Regions from separate parts of the Drosophila melanogaster genome. Here region 1 is linked to region 2. The links are chromatin contacts, called in public Hi-C maps. All regions are on one chromosome and are shown on one strand. The core of a region is the stretch at or near the end of the contact, and the rest is flanking DNA. Distances in the headings are between cores, read along the strand shown. Region 1 holds the start of Jhbp1 (Juvenile hormone binding protein 1). Region 2 holds the start of eIF3f1 (eukaryotic translation initiation factor 3 subunit f1).

The links. Hi-C and Micro-C count contacts between places; a contact is called where the count stands out from the background.
Region 1: a Hi-C map of the Kc167 cell line shows a contact between it and region 2, with 2.0 times the contacts expected there. A contact is called at or near these places in 1 of 107 Hi-C or Micro-C datasets (the Kc167 cell line) and 1 of 7 datasets of targeted methods (the Kc167 cell line).

What each region holds. Positions count from the first base shown.
Region 1 is chr3R:4,962,284-4,967,750 of dm6, reverse strand. Jhbp1 (Juvenile hormone binding protein 1) reads right to left here and starts at 2,306. Exons shown (of 4, transcript NM_141252.3): 1 at 2,104-2,306; 2 at 513-622; 3 at 1-130. The coding sequence starts at 2,167.
Region 2 is chr3R:4,711,263-4,716,655 of dm6, reverse strand. eIF3f1 (eukaryotic translation initiation factor 3 subunit f1) reads left to right here and starts at 2,474. Exons shown (of 1, transcript NM_141232.3): 1 at 2,474-3,774. The coding sequence starts at 2,571. The coding sequence ends at 3,413. It overlaps smash (smallish), which reads right to left. Exons shown (of 14, transcript NM_001259984.2): 14 at 4,463-5,393.

The DNA.
Region 1 (5,467 bases), core at 1,057-3,556, 250 kb before region 2:
TCAGGGATGTCACCTTGAAGTTGCTGGCCCCGAAGGCCTCCATGTTCTTCAGCGTGATCTTATACCCCTGGGGACCCTCTGTTAACTGCAGGGCAAGGGTGTCCATCTTAAAGGGCTCCACAGAGGGCAGCTGCCAAGGGACGAGACAGTGGGATTAAACGCGTATTGCAAACATTTTAACGTTTTAATTTGGGCTTTGACCTGAGTGTGCAATTATCATAAATTCATCATATCATGTGATTCGGTAATGGCTTTCGGTGGGATTCACCCTTACAACAAAGTTTGTTTAGGAGAAAATAAATTGACAATCTGCCTAATGACCTTCAAAGGGGTTCATTTTGTGTTCATTGTTGCACCACTGTGCGGAAAGTGAACGTCGGATTTTTCCTGCGAAAACACTCATTATGCAAGTGCGAAACTCACAATGACTTTCATTCGAGCTGCTCTTACGCAACTCAAAACAAGTTTTCAAAGAAATCACCTCTGGCACTCATAGGAGAAAAGTCACTCACCTGAATATCAGGAATGCCATTGGCCAAATATGGCTTTAGGTGTTCAATAGCTCCGATAAAGCAGTCCACCAATTTCGGGTCGTTCCTATGACATTGTTTAATATAGGGCGCTGTAAAAAATAATGCGAAAATTTGTAGTTGGTTATAATCATAGGGCATAAGTCGTCACCCCTAAAAGTTCTAATTTATGAGTCCAAAAAACAAACAAATAGATTTGGTTTGCTAGTTCTCACGGCTTTAGCAATCTGGAAATTAGCAAACAAGATGGTAGGAGGTGATAAAAACAAATAAAAAAATATCAAATATTCATTGATTTGTTAATGTTTTTCAGCGCAGCCGGAAGAAAACACTCAGAATTGCCAACAAAACGGAAGATCAACACCATCCGCCGATTCAATTCCTGTAAAGTTCATCGACTCTGCAGAGACTCTGCTCAGTGCAATCGCGATGCCGCAGTGACCTCCAAATCCGATCGAGATCAAAATCAAGATCTCGAGTCGGCTTAGTTTCGATGGCAAGGCTGCCACGGAGTGCACGTCTAGAACCTGTTGTGGCCGCAATTCTGTGGCACATGACACACATTCGCGGCCAGAGCGACTATTATTTATGTATAGCTGGTTTATCATTAACGCGGACTTGGTGCCTGGGCAGTTTCATTAGCGCCATTCGATGGCAAGGCGAGCTGCAGCGGCAGCGATTAAGATTTCAAGTTGAAGGCTGACCAACGGCCACGGCGAGTCGTTAATTAAGTATGGATTTGGTTCACAGTCCGCATTTTGAGCGCTTACATTTGTGAGCTCAGCGTGTTTCGAGTGCGATGCGGAAGCAAACTTCGGCTAAAACTCATCGGCTGAAATGCCGGCCGTTTGTCCCCCTTTTGTTTTGTTTCTTGCATTTGCCTAACAAAACCATGTCGCCTCACGCAATTAACATCCCGTCGAGTGCTTTGGTGGAGGGGGGGGGGGGAGGAGAGAGAAAGAGAGAAAAGGCTGTAAACTTGACATTTGACATATTCCAAAAGATGTGATGGCATTTCGCAAACGCTCCACAGCAAGTGTGAGAAGCGAACGAAAGTGCTAATTCCACTTTATACGAGTAGAATGCGCCCACAACTAAGCCCTCTTGGCAATTTATGAGTTCGACAAAAATCCTGGCGATCAGTTTAATACGCAATAAATTAGGTAAGTAATATACGCCTGTGTATATTTAAGTAGAGACTCTTGTTAATATAAAGACACAAATCGAACCAGAGAATTTGTAAAAAATCTGAGGCTTATTCAATGAGCCATGGGTCGCCGAACTACGCCGAAAAGCTACGTTTTTCAGGTCACCAACAACAATTTGCATTTTTAAATATTCTCCCAAAACAATTTGTAATCATCTGGCTCAGTAATTTGTTGTATTTACTGCACTTCGTTAGTTCAGACTATTAGTCATTCATCTTCAAGCTAATAACAATAGATCAAAGTCTCCTTCCATTAACAGGCCAATCATGGCAGCACTATTATTCAGCGGATTCTAATTGGCAGTACTAATCTTTTCACTAATCATTTTCTTCACCACCACCGACCGCTTAAGAGAGACAACTTACGGGTCTCGGCCTGCACCATCCGCAATGCTTGGATCACGATTACTAGGCACACCGCTTTATTCATTTCACTCAAGAACAACTTCCGGATATGAATCTCAATCTGCAGCAGCACGCAACGAAGTCGGAATCTGAAGCTATCAACTTTCTGCGGGTGGAGTGCTCGAACGTCCGTCGATGCGAAGCTGAGAACTTAAACTGCGAGCTGCTTGCCGGTCGATAGCCGATTTTAAAGCCCCAAAGCTGCTGATCGCAGATGGCAGATCGCAGAAACGAGATGCAAACCAAGCCGATCTCCATCCCGCCGTCGACGTCGGCAGAGAACTTAGAGTCTGCCGATCTGGGCAGATACATATATATCTATATATGTATATAGATATGTATATATAGAGTTGGAATCTGCATGGGCTACTGACTGACTGACTGACCGAATGTAAAGCTGTCTTCTTGGCTTCTGTGCAAGATTTTGGTTTGTTTGCCCACTTGTCGAGTGGCATAAAAGCAATTAGGCAACTCTATTTTCGCAACCGCCTGCCTGCAGAGGTGCAGATAAACTGCACATTTGGTCAACCTTCGGCCGTGCGAACCCTGATCGCGGCTTGCGAAAGAAATGGATAACTTCTAATTGCTCGTGAGCAGAACCCATTCGAAATGAAATATTCGCGGAGCAAACCTATTTATCTTTTAAGCCATAAAACGCATCAAGCGAGTCGCTTCCTTTTATTCCAATAACCTTGGGATACATTGAATTCGAGTCTTCTTAAAACCGTAACGAGGCGAGCCGCGTTTACCTGTTTTCGTGAAAATGTCTCCGTCGCTAATTAAAAATGTGTGTGGCGCTTTAATTGTCCATTAGAGTGAGATAATAGTTGTGTGCTTATACGGCGAGAACAGAAATTAGATAGCCCTGACTCTTGGAATACCCTGTTCAGCGTAATACCCCTCAATTTGAAATCTATATCAGGGAGAAAAATGTCCAATACTCGGACTTCTTTTAGCCAGAGCTCTTAATTATAGAATTCTTATCCATTCTTTCATGTTTGCCGACTAATATCATTCAGTGTGTAAATTGAACTCACAGCCCAAGTGATTGGTTGTTTACCTCCCCCCAGCCAACTACCCACTGACTAAGCTTGCAATGTTCCCCTAGACTTGTAGAATGTTTGCTTATAAGCAGTGGATTTAAATGCACAGTTCAGATGGAGAACTAAAAATACTATTACCTGTTGTTCATCGAATCACTTTCCTCGCGCCTAATATGAATTATTTATGGGCTACTCAACTGAACGGGTTCCAACATAGATCCACTGAGTTCTAAATGAAAGTTCACCAGGAAGAGCAACCTACTGGGATTTGTTAACAAGCCAGACAGTTGGCAACCAGCTTACTAATCATACTCATCCATATTTTTTCTCTGTGTGCCAGGTACTTAGGTTTGCGGAGAACTATGGCACCATACTTTGCCCTGCGATCGGAACATACTGAACTCTTAAACTGTTTACAATGGCCCTGAACACAAACAAATAGAGTAATGGGGAAGTATCGGGGAACTCGATGGGAAGTCTTATTTGTCATACAAAGGCCTCTGCGCCGATTCTAAAGCCCGTTGTCACGTCTATGTAGCTCTGAATGCGGGTAGAGGTGGTTATAAATACATCTCAATGTGTAAATGTGTCTTCACAAAAGACGGCTGCGAATAATGACAGCGCTTAGTGAAATGCGAAGAGGAGGAAGCAGAATACATTCAAAGTCTTATTGTTTTATTTCCGAATTGTTGTTCTCAGCGATTTCCACCTCACTAAGTATTTCGCTTGGCCATACGAATGCCTTAATTATCCAAGTGACTAAGCATATATGGAAAGGTGTTGGGGTGAGCTCAGAAGATGTCAAAAACCAAAACCTATGGCAAATTCCACTCATTAATAGTAAACACACTTTGCAGGAACTTAGATCAACGCAATCCACCAGCAAACCAGTTATCCCAGACACTTCCAGACTCCACTCGGAACCACTTTCAATTCGCACTTGATTAAGATTCGCTTGCTCCTCAGCTTCCTTGTGACCCAGAAATGTGTCATTCAACCGACCGAGCAGCGCAAAGGGACGACTGCATTCACAGTCGAGTGGTTTTTGGTTAACGTTGACGTTGACCCAGTCATCAATCCACCTTGACCTTGGCTGCGAATCTCCACACGCAGCCCAGTGGAGCTGACAAACTGGTAGGGACTGCTGTTCTGCATCTACCCTGCTTTCTTGAGCTAAATTTTTTGGGCATATTTATAAACTGATTCGCTGCTATATTGTTATTATTGTTAGTATTATCACAGCATCAGAATTGAGCAATAGTTGGCCTGACAATTTTAGTAACAAAGTTCGCAGGGCACATTCTATCACTTTGCCCTAGACAACAAATCTAAGTTATTTGCTATTTTATCTGTAAAATATAGAATATCTGTAAAATAAAGAAGAAAAATATTATATTTATGTAAAAAGTATTATGTATGTAAAGTAAAAAGTCATCTAGAATATTATTATTGTTTGTAATGTAAAGTGCCTATAGTTAATAATCTTGAAATCACCACAATTTGATATGGCACTTACTATGACTAACAGTATATAAAGACAAGTGCTCTAGAAATTTAAGCATGTGAAACAGTAGTGTGAAACTGCATGCTAAACTGTAGTGGGCTCTAAGAATGTGGTCTATATTTTAACGTACTGACTTTTTATACACAAACTAACTAGTGTAAATGTGTAATTGTAAGACCAATTCATATTCTTTCAAGCAATTCATTTCGCACTGCATACTTTTAGGCGCCGCCCCTACAGTGAAGGGCGCACGAAGTTGGCATACTGCCACCACTGTACATATTCATGGCCACTCTGTGCTTGACTCATTCATTATTGGTCTTATTTTTCATTCCATTTTCTTTGATCAAAAATAAATATAAATGGAAAAAACAAATTTTAATTTCAGTGTGGCAACATAAGAATGTTAAAAAAGCCACTGATACTTCTTTAAAGTTTATTATAAAATAATATTATTTACTTTGTCCGATGGTAAGCAAAACATATACTCAATTAGGCGCAGAATGTAATATTTCGTGTCTTCTACTCTTAGAGTAAGTAATTATCTACATGTTAGTTAGTTAGTTAAGCGCTAGTTAAACGCATAAGATATGATTTGTGCGTAAGCGTTCGGCATTTCATTAAACTATAATCGTATATGATTTTTAAGTGGACACTAAAAAGTCAAGTGTATAAGTCAATATAAAACTATGTTTAGACAAATTAGTTATATATTTAACTTCTTATTTGTTCTCGTAATTTGGAGCACTCCCGCACGAATCACGAGGCCCTTCCACCT
Region 2 (5,393 bases), core at 1,225-3,724:
TACCCCGATTTTAAATCTAGGGTAGTAAAAAATATTGTCTTTCCTAAGTTCGCTAAAATTATAGGAATACCGATCGGTGATGGTTCGTTCATTCAGTTTTCTGAAATCACCAGTCGTTATTTTCTGTTTCCGTCGGCATCAGTTCCTTGCTCCTCTGCTTCCATGGTGTAAGGATATAGCTTGGAATGTACGGGTTCGTTAGTCTTCGTACGAATTGTGACAATGATCGAGGTGTTAAATGGAAGCGCCTCGTTAGAGTGCGAAAACACTTGTTTCCTCTCAAGGATCATTTTATTGAATTCAGCTTACACCGAACTTGGGACTTCTACGTCATTAATATTTGTGAAGTTCACATCGTTGTTGTGTAAATCTAATGCTGCTCCGACCTGCGATAGCAAGTACAAACCTATTATGGCATCAAACGTACTGATGGTATCAAGTAAAAAGAATGGGGCCGTTGGGCCAAATATGTGCATTAAGCACCCGTGAATGGAACTCACAGTGAATGGGCAGTCGAAAAGAGTTATGTTTTTTAGCTCCCTTAGGGGCTTTACATATTACATATTAGAATTTTTAAAACTCTCCCAACCAGCCTTCGTTCAGTGAAGGGCAAGCGGGACCTTCCTCTTAAAATTGATACAGTTTGTCAAGAAACTGTTTACACACTGTGAAATAAGTTGAATTTTTGACTTTAAAGCTAAAAATTAAAGGTTTTTTGCTTAATTAAACGCATTTTTTTTATAAAATATAATTAAACAATATTTATTTTACTTATAAATCAAAAAACAAATTAAAAATATTAAATATACAAGAAAAAAAACAACAAATTCCAAGTTTAAACACTTTTGAGACTGTCAAGAAACTCTTTACACAAAACACTAAATCGATGTTTAATCCTAAATTTTTAAATTATTTTATTAAAATTTTAAAAGTTTTGGTATGTAGTATGTTCCCCATTGGCTTTAGCTACAAGTTGAAGCCCTTTTTTCATGGAATGGACAAGTTTTTGCAGGTCATATTCAAACGGGATCTTTTCACACTCTTCGACTATTACAGTCATAAGCTGTTGTCGTGTTTTAGGTCCCTTTTTGCCACCTTCTTCTTTAAGTAGGTCCACAAATTTTAAATGGGGTTCAGATCAGGACTCTGAGGGGGCGTATCGATCACTTTACCACAGTTATAAGGGCGCCAGGTGCGTACATTGCACTCTTTATGTTTCTGATCATGTCCTCTTAAAATATAAAATTTGGCTTGTTGTTGCTAACTAGACCAAATTTTTCTGCACCGGCCTTCAAATTTGTTTTTTAAGATTCCTAGATATTGCACGGCATTTATTGTGCTCTAAATTAAGGCTAGTTTTCCCACTCCATGGCTGGTGATACAGCCACAAACCATCAGTGACATTTTTCCAAATTTTATCGTTGGAATGATATTTTGTTTTTCTAGCGCACTCAGCGGTTTGCGCCATACTCTGCTTGGCCCGTCGTTATAAAAGAGCATAATTTTTGTTTCGTCACCAAATATGACGTCATCCCAGTACTCTTCTGGATGATCCACCTTGTTCACAGCGAATTAATGACGCTTTTCCATATTGGCATCTGATAGCAAAGGATTTTTCCTCGCAACTCTTGAAGAGTATCTATGGCGTAGGATGACTTGGCGCACAGTTTCGTGTGACACAGTTAGGTGACACTCTTGCCTGATATCCAGAGCAAGTGATCTGACCGGGGGTTCGCAATCTCTATTCGCATAATAAAGCGGTCTACACGCTTTTTAATTTTAATTTTCCGCCCACCACCACTCTTAGGTTCAAGCCTGTCCTCTTTTTCCGAGCCTTTTAAAAAATAGTAGACGGTCTTACGGGATACAGAAAACATTTATACTTATTCTGGAAAAGATTTTCCCAACTGGTGGTTATAGTTTATTAATTGGGTAACTTCAAAGTTTATCTCTTTCCAGGCATTTTATTAAATTTAATAATTCGCTTTAAGCACGTTTGATCAGCAAAATTTCACAAGCAAGATTGAGTAGTAGAATGTAACCGACATTTTGTTATTGATCCGTTATGTTAAGAATGAGCAGCGAGCAATGAAATTCACGGAAAGCGTTCCGTTATTGAGTGGGCATCATTTGTGTGGCTGTTGTTGTTGTTGTATAGTTTCTGGAAACGAAGTAAGGATGAAATAATTGAGTGAAGGTGAGGAATAGAAGAAAAGCATCGCGAAGGCGACGCTTGAGTAAATTAGTCTGCTTAGAACGACAGAAGAAACAACACGCAGGCGACTTGATGTGCTGGACAATATGGACGCTGAAGTAAATGAAAAGTCGCGCTTGGCATCTCCGACATATTCAAATTTGAATAGTATTTGATTAACTAACGCTAGCCACCGGTTTTACATCGATAAAACGATAGGCCACGCACGACCGCACCGATAGCTCCAAAAGCCATCAACCCCCACCCGCACTATCGATAGGCCCTTTTCTTGCATCCCTAAAACATACGCGCAGCGTGGCTGAATAGAAATTATTGCGGAAATTTTCCTTGCAAATCTTGGCCACCGAAAATTACCATGTCGGCTCTCAATCTGACCGTGCGCGTGCACCCGGTGGTGCTTTTCCAGGTGGTGGACGCCTTCGAGCGGCGGAACGCGGACTCGCACCGCGTCATCGGCACCCTGCTCGGCTCTGTGGACAAAGGTGTGGTGGAGGTTACCAACTGTTTCTGTGTGCCGCACAAGGAGCACGATGACCAGGTGGAGGCAGAGCTGAGCTACGCCCTGGACATGTACGACCTCAACCGCAAGGTGAACTCCAACGAGAGCGTGGTAGGCTGGTGGGCCACCGGCAACGACGTTACCAACCACAGCTCGGTGATCCACGAGTATTACGCCCGCGAATGCAACAACCCGGTTCACCTCACCGTGGACACTTCGCTGCAGGGCGGACGTATGGGTCTGCGTGCTTATGTCTGCATTCAACTAGGAGTTCCCGGCGGCAAGAGCGGCTGCATGTTCACGCCCATTCCTGTCGAGCTGACCAGCTACGAGCCGGAGACATTTGGGCTCAAGCTGCTTCAGAAGACCGTAGGCGTTTCGCCCGCTCACCGTCCCAAGACCGTTCCGCCAATGCTGGACCTGGCCCAAATCTCGGAGGCCTCCACGAAGCTGCAGTCCCTGCTGGATCTTATTCTCAAGTACGTTGACGACGTGATCGCTCACAAGGTAACCCCCGACAACGCCGTCGGACGCCAGCTGCTAGACCTTATCCACTCCGTGCCGCACATGACCCACGAGCAGTTCACTCAGATGTTCAACGCCAACGTACGCAACCTTCTGCTGGTCATCACGCTCTCCCAGCTCATCAAAACCCAGCTGCAGCTTAACGAAAAGCTCACCTTCCTGCCCACCGCCTAGAACGACGGCGTTTGTTGAAGTGGTAATATCTACTAAGGGTGGCATTGTAAACTGATTGTGTTTTTTATCAATGGGGGTCTACGTAATAAAGTGCTCTGATCGCCAAAAAAAAAAACCAAAACTTGTATCGATTACTCTGGTCAGAATGACATTCCATACTAAAGAAAATATATATGGGATTATCTTTTTTATAACTCAATTGAAGAATCAGCATGAATCCTGTGACACCTACACTAAACGACCATGTGGCGTTTGTAGGAGCATTCGAATCTACTGAAGACTCTTAAACACAACAGTATTCATCACCAGGAACAAAATAAATGCATGTGCAACTGAAAATTTAGCACCCAACTGCTAAAACAAAATGTTGTGTTTCAGTCTTTGGTGAGCTTCACTATTCTATAGGGTTTCAGGGAGTCGCATCGGTGCTGGGTTTATTGTAAGAATAGTAATATTTATATTCTTTAATATCAAACTTTGATGATCGTACCTTCGGCACACAAAAGTTATAATATCAAATTTTGTGACGAAATATGACAACACATTCTATTAAAAACTAGTTTCTTACATTTTATAACCAGCACCTCGTTGCATCATATGCGTTACTTAACTTTCAATTGTTTGGTAGCACCAGGATAAACTTGAGCTACGCCTACACTTTTCTGTGCAATCTGCATCCTTAATCTTCTAGCATTTATAGTTCATGAGATCTTGACGTTCATGCGGACAAACATGGCCAGATCGACTGCGCTGATTCTTGATCCTGGTGAAGAATAAAAGGTACTCTAAAGAGCATAAAAAAACACACTTTTCATATGAAAGAAGGACACAAAGGGGCTCCAAGATTTCCCCGTATGCCTTAATATATAAATTAATTAAAAAAAAAACTTTTCATATGAAAGTTTGTGTGGCCAATTTAAATATATTCGTAATGCATACTTTTGGGCGAAATTTAAATCTCAGAATGCGGAAGTTTTTTTTTTAAATCAATAACATTAGTTACAGTGTTACATTAGCAGATACTGGTTCCTCCCAAAAATTTATGAACTCAGTTGTAAGTTTTTATTAAGCATGTCGAATTGACATCCACTTTGTTAGCATATTTGTCGGAAATGCGACAGGACAGGTAAGTTATACATTTTAGAACAATTTAATTAACAATGATAAGTTCAGAAACGTAAAATGATTGTTTCATCATTGAAGGACTGTATCTCCTAGTCATTGAAGTATTACCACCAACATACCATACACCTTTTAACTTTAAGCGTTCTGCAGATCAAAATATGAAATAGTTCTTCATTGAAATAGTTTATTAAAAAACTAAACTATATCTTCTTTGATGTATTTATACAGAAAAATTATTCATATACCGATCATGTTTAAAAATTAATCATACAATCCAAGATGTGTATATAATATACAAATTTTCAACTTTATGCGAAATTACAATAAATAAAAATAAGGGATATAAGAAATGAAATCTTTCGCGATATATGCTCACCTCATGCAAGTTTAAGGGTATGTATATAATAATTATGTTAGTGAGTTGCGTGTGGATGGGTGTTTGTATATAGTTTTTTTTAGGTACATTGGATGCGTCGTTAGGTATTTTAAGTGGGCTGTAGCGGGTACAAAAAGTTAGAAACTAACTAATTTAAAAGCGAATTTTCGGATAGAAATAGTAGATTGTGTAGATGTGTAGAGTAGAGGTGTAAATATAAATTCAAAACAATTTCAAAATTTTAACACTTCGTTTAAAGTTAATCCTTTTTTTGGTTTTTTTTTTAAGTTTCAACACACATTACTTTGTTACAATGTTAGAGAGCTTGGCATTTAAACATGTAAAATGTATAGAGTTTGATTTATAACATGTAGAATGCGTTGTATAAAACTTTTAAATCCGAGTTAAAACATTACATAATTTCGTAGGGAAGCATATTAAAGCGATTAACACTAATCTGAAACGTTTTGGATTTGACT